Linked DNA regions of Mus musculus: all the other regions are linked to region 1. Evidence: chromatin contacts called from public HiChIP or PLAC-seq data. All regions are on one chromosome and are shown on one strand. Each heading gives the region's core, a stretch centred on a gene start, on an enhancer-like site or on the middle of the called end of the contact. The rest is flanking DNA. Distances are from core to core; before and after follow the strand shown. Region 1 holds the start of Camkk2 (calcium/calmodulin-dependent protein kinase kinase 2, beta). Region 2 overlaps Kdm2b (lysine (K)-specific demethylase 2B). Region 3 has its middle 24 kb from the start of 1700040P09Rik.

Region 1 (4,286 bases), core at 682-3,181:
CAAATGCTCACCAGGAGGGGTGGGACCGTCCTCTAAGAAATACTGCATAGTTATTAGCCCACCAGCAACTGCAGGGAAAGCCAAGCCTGAGTCCTGCTGGGACAGCAGCACCTCTGTCTGTGTCCTCCTACACAGCCTAGCAAACAGGCCTGGGCTACCTACCCCCAGAAAGGCAAGGGAAGCCTGGCAATGTCTGTGTGATCCTGGCTAAGTTAACTAACCTCTCTGAGCCATTCAATACTAGGCACTTTAATCTCCTATTCTCAACTACGGTGACCAAAAACTCCCCACCACAAAGGATTTGGGTTAGCATCAAATGAGATGACCCAGGCAAGATAAAGTTATTTGCCACACATCAAGAACTCAATGAATGTTAATGAGGGGGTGGGAGTGTAAGCTCACTAGTTAAAGGTGGGCTTAGCCTGCTGCTGGCACTGGGTTCTATTCCTGGCATAAATGAAAAATGTAATTACGGTTATCCAAGGTAGGGGCTCATCATATGACGGGGTTTTCTTTTGTTTTTGTGTTTTGTTTTGTTTTGTGGTTTTTCGAGACAGGCTTTCTCTGTGTAGCCCTGGCTGTCCTGGAACTCACTTTGTAGACCAGGGTGGCCTCGAACTCAGAAATGCACCTGCCTCTGCCTCCCGAGTGCTGGGATTAAAAGTGTATGCCACCATGGCCCGGCATATGACATTTTTGATGAAGTGTACAGCAGTAGAGTGTACAAGGAGGGGGATCGGGCAAACTGAAGCTGCTTCTGTACACTGATAGCACGATCTATTCTGAAACCGCAGTTTCTGTGGGTTTGGGAACAGCGGCAGCCCCTGCCACTTCCAAAGAACAAAGGAGCTGTGGGGAGGCAGAGCAATCCTCCTCTAGGTCCTGTGGGGGCAGAGTCAGGAGGAGGAGTAAAAGACATCATTAATGCCCCAGGGCACCTGAAGTTTCTACTCCAGGACTGGGGGAACATCACAGAGGAGGTTGAGGAAGGTAAAAGTTGCATCTAGGGTAATGAATGCGGAGCATGACCCACCCACCCCCAGATCAGGAGGCTGTTTGCCCATGGCACCTGAGATGTCCTCCACCCCCTGCTCCATCCCCCTGCAAAGTGCCACCTCTTCATCTCCAAGTGAGAGCAGCCGGGGAGGAGGCTGACAGAGCTGTGAAAACACCCCGTTTCCCAAACTGGGCATTCAGGGGGTGGGGAGAACCCTGGCATAGCCCCGGTGATAGCGGGGCACCACCACCCCAGGGCTGTGCCAGAGGGAGCCGGCAGGCACTCTTTATGCATCGCGCGCTGCAGCCCAGAGGTAAATTTAGGTCAAAAGGATCAAGTCGGCCTGTGAGGTCGGGGTGATCAGAGGGCAGACTCGGGTCCAAGCCCCTAGGACCAGGGTCCTCCCCGTGCCTGGCAGCCTGCGGAGGTGGGACGCTCCCGCGCGCTCAGGTTCCGCACCTGTCAAGCGCCAGGGGTGGCCTAGGCCATCGCTGGGATCCGGGACCGCCCTGGCCGGCGGACCTTGGTGCGGAACTCCTGGCCGGCTCCTGCCGCCGGACCCCAAGCGCCGCCCGGCTCCGGAGGCCAGGGGGAAAGGGGGCGCAGCCCTCCACGTGGCGGGGCGCGGGGCGGCGCACGTGGGGTCCCCTCGGGGCCCGCCTCTGGGCTGTGTCTGCCGGCTCCCGCGCGCGTCCGGGACCCAAAGACCCACGGGGAGGTTGCGTCCCTCCCCCACCCACCCCCGACTCAGCCCGGCCCGCCTCGGGCCAGCTCACCTGGGCTCCGCGCCGCCGCCTCCCGCGCTCTGCGCCCCCGGCTCGGCTTGGCTCGGCTTGGCTCGGCTCGGCTCGGTCCGGTTCGGCTCTCCACGGGAGGAGCCGCCCGGGCTTCGGCTCGCGCGCGGCGCGGCGGCGCCTCGGGCTCCTTGCTGATTGGCCAAGGACCCGGCGTGGAGCGCGCGTGCCCGCCGCAGCCTCGGCCGCGCGCGCCGGGTCCCGCGGAGACTTAAGTAGCGGCGGGGCGGAGGTGGAGGCGGGAGGGGGGGTGGGGGGAAGGAGGCGACAGGAAGCGAGGCCCGACTCGCGCAGGGGCGAACAGGCCGCAAGTTTGGGAGTGGGTCTCGGTTCCTGCGAGATGCTCCACGCCGCTTTGTCCCTGAGCGTGGAGAAGTTCCCCCAAAGGCGACGGGGGAAAACCCAGGAGCCGTCTGGCGGTTCCCTCCCTGGATTTCGGGGCAACGCCCATTATGGGGAAACCCTTCCGCAGCCACCACCCCTCTGACCACTGCTGCAGGCTCGCCCTAAAATGCATCACTCACTCTGAACAGCCCAGCGAAGTTCTAGGTCTCTCCACAAGACTGACCAAACATTCTTCCCCTTTTTGACGGTTTACTTTGCTGGAGCCTTAAAATATTTAGTCTCCCAGTTGGGTAACAACGGAGAAAAAAAAGGGTATTTCAAGGGCTCGCTCACCCGGTGGCCTTGGATGTGGGGGGCCGGTGAACTCAGACTCGGATGTTCACCAGTGGCTGTCTGCATGCATGTTTCTGCCGGCAGCCAAAGGGTTGAGATGTCAAATTCACTAAGAATTCAAAGCTCTTTGTCAACTGGGTCGATTTTCAGCCCTCAATAAATTATTGCCATATTTCTAGGCTGGGCACTCACAAACAGTCCCCAGGACCGGACAAATAAACTCAATGAGCGTTCTAATGAGATGACCACCTCTGATACTGCTAAGCGCTCTTCCATTTATTTGTTAGTAGTAGCAACTGGAGCGAGACGAAGTGGAATAGTACACAATAGTTAAAAGGACTGTTAGATCTATTTGTACCCCCACAGGAAAAGGAAAACAAAAACATGTAGCGTAAGACAGCAAGCTGCAGGAGACAGTATCATGCACAGTTTGCGTGTCTTTTTAAGCCCCACTCTTGACTGACTTCCTGAGGAGACATGAACAAATGCCTATTCACCCAAAATAGGGCGCCGACAACAGATCAAAAACATCCAAGCCCAGCTTGGTGAACCAATGGGTTTATTGGGCTTACTCATCTCCAGCATGGACAGTGACCTGCCAGAAGGAGTGTCTCCTTCGTTTACCCACCCCTTTATATTCTCTAGCATCTCCCGGGGCCAGGTGCTGTTGGAGGTCTGCACAGGAGGAGAGGCGGGAGCAACTGTAATCTCAGGTGAGGGTCTAATGACTCTCCCCATTTCTTCCCTAGAGGGTGGATAATAGCCTCTCTCCAGTAAGGGACGGGTGCAGAGGCAAGCACAGATGCTCTGATTTCAAGAGGGACATGTTCTATGACCTCCACACGGTGTATGCTTATGGACACAAGCTTGTGCGAACGTCAAAGAGAATCGGTTCATGTTAGATGCATGATGGTCTGACATCAAGACGGAAGTAGGCAGCTAGAGGGGTAGCTCAGAGGTAGAGGACTTGCCTACCAGGTAGGAGGTAACGGTAAGGAAACCGGCTGGATAGCCTGGCGTGGTGGCGCACGCCTTTAATCCCAGCACTCGGGAGGCAGAGGCAGGCGGATTTCTGAGTTCGAGGCCAGCCTGGTCTAGAGTGAGTTCCAGGACAGCCAGGGCCATACAGAGAAACCCTGTCTTGAACCCCTCCCCCCCAAAAAAGGAAGCGGGCTGGAGAGATGGCTCCGTAGTTAAGAGCACCCACCAGCTGCTCTTGCAAAGGATCTAGGTTCGATTCCCAGTATCCACATGATGGGTCACAACCTCTGGAACCCCAGTTCCAGGGGATCTGACGCCCTCTTCTGGCCTTCTCAGGCAGAGCATGCATGTGGTTCGCAGACATGCATTGAGGAAAAACACCCATACACATGGAATAAAAATAAAGGAAGGTGGGTCGGGCACTTTTAACCCCAGTATTTGGGAGGCATGGGGCAGGAGGATCTCCATGAGTTCAAGGTGGTAGGAAGTTCCAGGTCTATATAGACCCTGCTTCCAAAAAGACAAAACAATAATGATAGATGAGTAAAGGAAGGAATTGAGGGCAGAGAATGGGACAGGGAGTATAGGAAGATGACATAGCTGTTTTATTTCCTCTATAAATGGTTGTAAAATAGATTGCAAAAATAGTTGATGCTGAATAGTGGGTACATAGTTCTGTATTTTTCTGTATTGTAGACCCCTCCCCAACCCCAAATTTATAGTAGGTTAAGTAGGCAGGGCGGGGCTTTGGGGGTCATGAGTGACAGGGTGTTAGAACCTAGTGGGGAAACCCCCACTCAACTCCCGATTCGGCGTGCACCCAAAAAAATCAGGAA
Region 2 (4,358 bases), core at 755-3,254, 150 kb after region 1:
ACACAGGTAATGGTTATTTTACACTTAAAAAAAAAAAAAAAGTATTTCGTGTTTGTGTGTGCGCGTATACACATTCATTGGAACAGGGGCGCGCATGCTTGTATGAGGTGACGTCACAGCGTGCTTATGCGGTTCAGAGGACTCTGTAGAGTCAGTTCTCTCTCCCCACCTTCACAACTCAGGCTGTCAGGCCTTTCTTTCCCTCATGAGCCATCTTGAGATGATCCTGGCGTTTATTTTCAAGACATTTTCTCTCATTTGTATTAGCAGACAGGAATCCAATCCACTTCTAACTGACTCTATGGACTATCCTGTTTGCTTGGTCACCGTCTGATTGACTGATTTTCTGATACAGCAAGCCTCAGTCTTCCAGCTCCCCATGGGAGGCAGCCAACAGCACAGAGGTCACCGGGGTGGCCCGGGTTCGAATCTTTGCCCTGGAACACCCAGCATCACTGACCCACAACGGCTAGTTATAAAATATCTTTGTCGACTATGTTATGATTTAAATGAACAAGGTCTCCTGCAAGCTCGTGCACGTCAACACTTTGTCCCCAGTTAGTGGCAGTTTGGAGAGATGACAGAACCCTTCCCTTCTTGGACTCTGAGGCCTACAGGGCAGAGATAGGGCAGTAAGAGTGAGGCTGGAGGCTTCCTGGCCTGAGCTCTCTTCTCAGTCCTGTCTGCTGCCAAGGCACAGCAAGCTGAGCTGGTGGCTTCTGTCACCATGCCTCCCCTGCCGCTATCAATGAGCCTCTGATGCTGCAAGCCAGGACATTTGTCTCTCTGACTGATGTTGCTTCTGACAGATATTTTGACCAAGCATAAGAAGAACGACTGACACACTGTTGTATACCCAATATTGTCTAACCCAATAACTATGTATAACAATGACTAAAGAAAGCTTCCAGCAGGTAAAACTCAAGACATAAAGCTTCGGTCCCCTAAAGGACAGGCTAACAAGATACCTGACCAGAGCTCCCCCAAACCACCAAAAACCATAAAACAAAACAAAACAAAACAAAAAACAAAACTGACAAACCCCTCAAAACAGGGGCAGTCTGAAACACTGGCTAACCAAGAAAAAACAAAAAAACCCTGAGGAGGAAATTAAATGTTGAATCAGGGACAAAATTCTGGGCAACAAAAGGTAAATATTGCAGAAATCTGAAGAAATAACAAAATATTAGTTTTAATAATTGTGCCAAATGTATTATACTAAGATGTTAACATACTTGAGCTGTTTTATTTTTCTGAATTTTCCATAAACCTAAAATTTTTCTTGCTGGGTGAATGGGTAAATGCCTTTAATCCCAGCATTTGGGAGGTAGACAAAATGAGCTCTGGACAAGTTCAAGGTCAGCCTGATCTACAGAATGAGTTTTAGCCAGACTTAGTGAGATCCTCCCTCCACAAATAAATAACCATGCATTAAAAAAAGAAAGAAAGGAGGCCAGGAAGCGGTAGTCCACACCTTTAATCCCAGCACTTGGGAGGCAGAGGCAGAGGCAGGCAGATTTCCGAGTTCAAGGCCAGCCTGGTCTATAGAGTGAGTTCCAGGACAGCCAGGGCTACACAGAGAAACCCTATCTCTAAAGGGTTTCTAGCCCCCCCCCCAAAAAGAAGAAAATCTAAAAAAAAATAAGGTATTAATAAAACTGCTTTCTTATTTAAGGACATGGCTATGTATATCTGGCTGCCCTTGAACTCAGAAATCTACTTGCTTCTGATTATTATTATTATTTCCTTTTTGGTTTTTCAAAACAAAGTTTCTGGCTGTCTTGGAACTCTGTAGACCAGGCTGATCTCAAACTCACAGAGATCCACTTGCCTCTGCCTCTCAAGCGGTGGAATTAAAGACATGCGCCACCACACCCAGCTCCTTTTTATTTTTTAATTAAACACATTAGCTTTAAATTTTTCCCAAGGTGCCCTTGTATCCCAAATCTCCTGTACTAAACAATGCCAAGTTCCCTTCTGTGTACAGCATTTGATGGCCACTAGGGGGCACAATGGCGCCTGTCTTCCTGGGGTGTATTTTCATTTGTAAAGGCGAAATTTAGGGGAGGCTCGTAGCCTAGTGCAAGATTTTTGTCTCAGAAAAAAATGTTCCGGAGGGAATGATGTCACAGGATTCCTTAGGCTCTGCCTGAATTGACACATTCTCAGGGACCGTGGAGCACACAAACAGAATGAAGGCTGTGTGTCCTCGGTGTCCCAGCCCCCTAAGGACCACACCCTGTAAGCCCATGGCTCTCGCCAATCCCAGAGCAAGCTTCCTGCCCTCACCTGGCTCTTGCTGCTGGAAACTGCCCCATGTATGACCTACCAAAGGAACCTTGCCTCCCCCCATCATGCCAACTTCTCTCCAAGAATTTAATTTGTTAACAAGAGCTTTGGCCTCCATTGCTCCCCAGAGTGGGGTGTTAATCACTGGAAGCCCCTAGCCTATGCCATGACTAAAAATACCAGCACTAAGAAGGCAATGCCTGGCATTAGGATTGGAGCTCCAACAGTGGGGTTCATGAGGGGGCTGTAACAAGGCCAGAACTGCTGTTCTGGGGAGCACCAGGTGACAGTTTATTCGGGTCTCAGAACCCCTCCCTCTATTCCTATCTGCACCTGGAAAAACAAACAAAACAACCACTTCATCTGTAGTAGACTGCATTACAGTCCTCCCCATAAAACTGTGTTTAAGTCTTAACTCTAACTTCCAATACACGCAAACGGAAACTTCTAATCTTATGTGGGTAAGAGGTCTCTACACAGTAAGGTGAATCCTAGATCCTGGATTAGGATGCTACCTGGATACCTGATGCAGAGTCCTTCCCCCAGGCTCCTGAGGTTGCATAGGCAGGGGACAAGATTCTGTGATCACACTGGAAGCCAGCCAGCCCCCCTGGGCACTTACTTCCTGCCTTATAGCTCCCCTCTGAGGAGAAGCCTCCTTTGAAGTAGGCAAGAAGGTTTTACAGAGTCAACAGAGCTGGAGGAGGAGACTCTGTGACCCAGCACACGCAACATTCCCAAGATCCTGGGCCAAACTCTAAGCAAGAGAGAGAGAGAGAGAGAGAGAGAGAGAGAGAGAGAGAGAGAGAAACAAATCTAGATTGTACATCTCTCGCTGTCTTGAAAACTGGTAACACCAGAAACGAGGATCTTTAGAAGCAGGTGGGTGCCAGGGTGGAGAATGCTAAGTCCTCAAAAGAAAAAAGGCTCTGCCCGGTCGGGCAATGGTGGCGCATGCCTTTAATCCCAGCACTTGGGCGGCAGAGGCAGGTGGATTTCTGAGTTCAAGGCCAGCCTGGTCTACAGAGTGAGTTCCAAGACAGCCAGGGATACACAGAGAATCCCTGTCTCAAAAAACAGCAACAAAAGGCTCTACCCATTCCTTACAACATGGCTCCTCTAGCTCTCAGACCAGACCGGTAACAAAACTGTCTTCACCCCAAAGTGTCTGAAATAATATCAGCCCTAGCTTACGGAGAACTTCAGGCCCCTGCTGGGCTTTACATGTGTCAGCCGTGACAATGGATCACACCTTCTCCTATTTTTACCATGTCCCCAAGAACGTCAGCTACATAATGGACTGTGCAGGGACTGTGTGACCTGACTCCACAACTGTCCTTAAAGCCAAGCGACATCTGTTTGGACAGTGGACTCCTAATTTAGAACTGACATCCACAGCCCACTCCGAATTTAGGACTTTCTTCTCTCTCATGCTTGGAGTGTGATGCCAGAATACAACAACTGATCTCTAGGCTGCTGAGAAAGAAACACTTGGCCCAGCACGTTAGTTCGTGACGATAATCCTGACACTGGAGAGGCTGAGACAATACTGCCACAGGATTAGGACCAGATCGAGCTCTATATAGCCTGGGCTAGAGAGCGAGACTGTATCCAAAGAGTGAGGGAGTAGAGGTGAAGGGTGGGGGCAGGGGTGGAGGGTGGGGGGTAGGAGTGGGTGGAATAAAGATGGAAAGGGAGGGAAGGAAAGAGGGAGGGAGCTGGGAGGGAAAGAGGTAGGAAGGAAAGGGAGAGAAAGCCTTTTTAAAACAAGAAATGTGTCTTTCAGCCCTACAGCTGTGTAGCCCCTATAATTCCCACTGGCCCCACAATTCGATTGCAGCCCCACAATTCCATGCACACGGATATGATGGTTTTCTATACCATGATAAGGTGAGGCTAGCCAGAAGAGCATGGACTCAGGCCAAGAGGGCGGGGCATAGAGTAGTTAATGATGGTTGGGCTGCACTTTGCCCAATCATGGAAGCACCTTGCTTCATCCACCTACACTCTCGGTCATCCCTGCCCATGTGCTAAAGCCCTCCACAGCCCTGCCACATACCTGGCTATAC
Region 3 (4,365 bases), core at 1,284-3,783, 240 kb before region 1:
CATTCGTTCTTGCAAGATGGAAGGTTTGGAGGGTCAACGTGCCGCCACACGCCCACAGTAAACACCCAGGAAGCAGACGCTGAGAGGCAGGGAGATGCTGAGCCCAGAGCTCAGCCCTGCCACCTCAGCACTTTGGAGGGAGAGGATGAGGCCAGCCTGGACTATTTTGTTTCTGCCACATTTCAAAAGTGCAGCACGGAGCTCAAAGCCTGAGTAACGACTTGATTTCATTGTCATTATGACTGCTGTGGAAAGAATTCTTAAATGTGATGAACCTGCTCCGTGTTTGTCTTTTTAAATAAAGATTTTAAAACTTGTGATGGAGTTATGGAAACGGGCCACTTGGTTTAATTTCGTGATTGTTTTTACTTCCCGATTCCTACCTGATTATGCAATTCTGGGGCTTACAAATGGAAACAAAAGGAAAAAGTTCACGTGCCAATCTGTTATCTTCATGGTTCTGCACTAAGGAGGAACGAGGAATGTTTGCACTGACATTAAGACTTAAAACCACTACTTATGTGTACTTGTGCCTCCATGAGGTTTACGAATGGAGTGCGTGAAGGTGCTTCCAGGGGCCAAAGCCATTGGATATCCTGGAACTGGAGTCACAGGCAGCAGTGAGCCACCAGATGTGGGTCCTGGAAACTAGACTCAGAGCCTCTGCATGAGCCATGTCTCCAGCCCCCACATCAAGATCATTTCTGCCGATGCTTTCCTATGTAGTCTGTATGGCCCTCCGAGGCCCCAGGCAGGACCAGACGCTGAGGGAAATCCTTCTGCCTCAGCTTCTCTGATTCTGGGATTATAATGAGTACCGTCATGCTTCCATAAAAACCTCTCTTTAAGTAAATTTGGATCTGGGGGACTCAGTACTGGGTGAGACGCCTCCTTCAGCGCTGAGAGTGGATACACTCTTGTACTTGAGATGTACTATTTGAACAGTTCCTATATAAACTTTCCTCTTTCAACAAACCTACAAGGTCACAGAATCCATCCTGAGGAAAACACAGAATCTTGCCAAGATTAAAAAAGTTGTCACATTGACTCCAAAATGTAACCATTTCCCCCCAAATACTTGATTCAAGATACAAGCAAAAGGACAGATGTTCCTATGACTCCGCGACAGAAGGTGAACTCTGGGAATAGCCATTTACCATCTTGTGTACATACCACATGACTCCTGACTTACCAGTTCTGTGTTTGAACAATAACCATCTACATATTGCTAAATGTCTCGAAAACATGGTAATATCCATTTCTATTAACTTTCTCCTAAGCCTAGTGGGTCTTCTAATGAAGTATCTATTTTTAAAAAATATTTTATGTTTAGTTACATGTATGTTCATGTGTCTGTACGTACTCACGTGTGTACACATACATGTATACACACAGGTGCCTGCAGAGGCCACAAGATCACAGGATCTCTCAGAGTTGGAGTTACAGAAGGTTGTGGGCCATCTGATGTAAGTGCTGGGAACCAACCCTGGTTCCTCTAAAGAGCACTAGGGGCTCTTAGCCACTGAGCCATCTCTCTAGCCCCAAATGTATAAACTGTTGGATATATCAAAGTTCACAGGACACACAATCAAAGCAATTCTCAACCTGCAGCTGTGACTCCTAGTAGGGTTGAACTTCTTTTCACAGGGGTTGCCTAAGACGATCAGAAAACACAGATCTTTACATTGTGGTGGATAATGTAAGCAAATTACAGTTATGAAGTAGCAATTGGGGGAGGGAAGGATGGAGAGATGGAGAGATGGCTCAGTGGTTAAGAGCACTGACTGCTCTTCCAGAGGTCCTGAGTTCAATTCCCAGCACCCACATGGTGGCTCACAACCATCTGTAATGCCCTCTTCTGGTGTGTCTTAAGAAAGTTACAGTATACTCATATACATAAAATAAATAAGTACAATTTTTGGGAAAGAAAAAAATGGTCACCACACTATGAGGATCTGTACTAAACGGTCGCAGCATCAGGATGGGTTGAGAACCGCTGCTCTGTTTGTTTAATTGTTTTCTGTGGAAGAGAATACATTTGTGCTTCCACATAGGGTGTAGACTCCCTATAAAGACTAGGGGTTGACTGGGGTGGGGGTGAAGCTCACTTGACAGTACTTACCTAGCATGCATGAAACCTCGGTTACATGCCCAGCACAACACAGACCAGGTGTGGCTGTGCACGCCTGCTATCTAAGCACTTGTGAGGTAGATGCAAGAAGAATAGCCCAAGTTCACAGTGAGTTCATGGCTATGTGAGACTACCCCACCTACCTGAAAATAAAAGACTGGGGATGAGTCTTTTTAATTATAAAGCTACCTTACATTTTTCCCCATTAGGTTAGCCAAGAAACTGCTCGTTAGGGAGGTTACACGGTAAGATCTCCCTGGCCAGGGGCCGGAGTAGAAATTGCATTTAGCTGGGCAAGAATAATGATACTGTTTGCTGCGAAGGGCACCCAGTCTCATCCACCACCACCGTAAGTTACGTAACTTCATCTTTCCAGTGACTTTTGGTCATAGAAAACCACACTGAAGTGATTTGCTAGAGAAGGCCTTGCACGTCCATTTCACCCACATTTCCTGACTGAGCCGCCCGTCTTCCTGTGCAGACCGAGGAACTCAATTCTGTGTTTTTATGTGCTTACAACTCAAGAGGAGGGTCAGGTAAGGAAACTCGCAGGCACCAAACAGTACAGGACTTGGAATGGTTCATTTAGGTTAAACCAAAACTGTACAATGGCCCATTCCCAGCTTACTCATCTACTGTCCTCCACATTGTGTGCACCATGACTGCACATGGTGACCACACATGGACGCCCTTAACAGGACTATGTGATAAGGTACAGCGCCCACTACCTTCTATTCGAATACCCATGGGTACCCATAGCTCCACCTGCTCCTAGAGACCTACTGGCTCCTAGGAGATCCCTCTAGTTTGAGACCTGGGAGTGAATGGACCGTCATTGTCAGGCAAGAACGTTAATGTCTCTCCAACAGTTGATCTGAAAAGCTTGGCAGAGGAACCATTCCACGGCATCTCGATGGACAAAGCTCACGGAGTAGCTCAGACGTCACCGTTCTCTCCCTGGGTGACAGGTCAAGTTTAGGGTCCCATGCACGCTAAGCGAGTGCCACCACTGACAGCTTCAGCCTCTGACTTTCAGGGCTATTTGTTTTGTTTTGTTTTGTTTTTCATAAAAAATACATTATTTGGAAATATAATACCACTAGCTACTTTCATTATTTATTAAAAATAGATTTCATAGAAAGAATACTGAGCACAAAGCTGTTGACCTCTGAGCGAGATTATAGGTAACTGGCTTGTCTGGTTGGCTTTTTGAGACAGGCTCTCACTGTGTAGCTCTGGCTGGCCTGGAACTATGTAGATGAGGTTGGCTCTAACTCTTGAGAGCTGGGATTAAAGGCAGGAACTGCCACACTTGGCTAATTACAAATTCCGTAACCCTATGATCCTCACTGAGATACTGTAGCATTAGCACACCTCGCCTAGGGAAGCCGACAGCCAGCCAGTGAGGTGCAGTGATGCACAGCTGGAGCCAGTGAGGTGCTGTGATGCACAGCTGGAGCCAGTGAGGTGCTGTGATGCACAGCTGGAGCCAGTGAGGTGCTGTGATGCACAGCTGGAGCCAGTGAGGTGCAGTGATGCACAGCTGGAAGAAATGCACACTGGGACTGGCTTTCTCAGCCGCAATTTGGCCCTATTTATTATTTCTATCTTGAGACAGGACGTTCCTTTTAAAAATATTTAAGGGTGTTTGTTTGTTTGTTTGTTTGTTTGTTTTAAAAGACGTGGTTTCTCTGTGTAGCCCTGGCTGTCCTGGAACTCACTTTGTAGACCAGCCTGGCCTCGAACTCAGAAATCCGCCTGCCTCTGCCTCCCAAGTGCTGGGATTAAATGGCACCATCACCCGGACTTAAAGTTATTTCTTGATTAGTTCTTTGAGAATGATGGACCTGTTTTGATATTGCCCCTCCCCCATCCTATCCAGATACACCTCCTCTTCTCTACCCCAACAGGGCGCTCTTAACCCTTGGGTCCCCCACCTCACCATGCATTCCACGCATGTGCCACTATGCTCAAGTTCCGTTAGAACTTTATTCATTTGAAATTTTAATTGATCACAGTGTGTACGTGGATGCAGTGATGAGCCATGGGTACGGCGCTTAGAGGGTTACCTCTGTAGAGGCAATTACTCTTTCTTACCTTGTTCTTGGTTCCGGTGTGATCCAACTCAGGTTGCCACTTCTTACACACTTGGCCATGTTGCTGGGCCTGGGTTTGTTTTTTTTTTTTTTTTTTTTTTTTTTTGAGACACGGTCTATGTAGTCCTGGCTCTCCTG

What was found. HiChIP or PLAC-seq counts read pairs in DNA pulled down with a chosen protein or histone mark.
Region 2: a contact with region 1 is called in an H3K27ac HiChIP or PLAC-seq map of embryonic stem cells, with 9 read pairs. The contact joins the enhancer-like site here to the promoter of Camkk2 in region 1. A contact is called at or near these places in 1 of 39 promoter capture datasets (liver), 5 of 115 datasets of contacts at active chromatin or transcription factors (bone marrow-derived macrophages, embryonic stem cells, extraembryonic endoderm stem cells and 2 more) and 4 of 9 other capture datasets (adipose tissue, liver, macrophages and 1 more).
Region 3: a contact with region 1 is called in an H3K4me3 HiChIP or PLAC-seq map of bone marrow-derived macrophages, with 4 times the contacts expected there. The contact joins the enhancer-like site here to the promoter of Camkk2 in region 1. A contact is called at or near these places in 1 of 39 promoter capture datasets (pre-B cells), 1 of 15 datasets of contacts at CTCF or cohesin (the NIH/3T3 cell line), 2 of 484 Hi-C or Micro-C datasets (cortical neurons and nephron progenitors), 4 of 115 datasets of contacts at active chromatin or transcription factors (bone marrow-derived macrophages, embryonic stem cells and extraembryonic endoderm stem cells) and 1 of 9 other capture datasets (adipose tissue).

The regions. Positions count from the first base shown.
Region 1 is chr5:122,777,479-122,781,764 of GRCm38.p6, forward strand. Camkk2 (calcium/calmodulin-dependent protein kinase kinase 2, beta) reads right to left here and starts at 1,932. Exons shown (of 17, transcript NM_001199676.1): 1 at 1,774-1,932.
Region 2 is chr5:122,923,652-122,928,009 of GRCm38.p6, forward strand. The region is part of intron 11 of Kdm2b (lysine (K)-specific demethylase 2B); the gene reads right to left. Among named protein-coding and RNA genes, the nearest start is that of Gm33118, 16 kb to the right of the region's middle. Within about 2 kb of position 2,005, at least 54 of the 459 cell types and tissues checked have an H3K27ac peak or open chromatin away from gene starts, as enhancers often do. A contact at or near this core is called in adipose tissue, bone marrow-derived macrophages and embryonic stem cells, where this site is marked.
Region 3 is chr5:122,535,733-122,540,097 of GRCm38.p6, forward strand. No RefSeq gene overlaps it. Among named protein-coding and RNA genes, the nearest start is that of 1700040P09Rik, 24 kb to the left of the region's middle. Within about 2 kb of position 2,534, at least 1 of the 459 cell types and tissues checked has an H3K27ac peak or open chromatin away from gene starts, as enhancers often do. A contact at or near this core is called in bone marrow-derived macrophages, where this site is marked.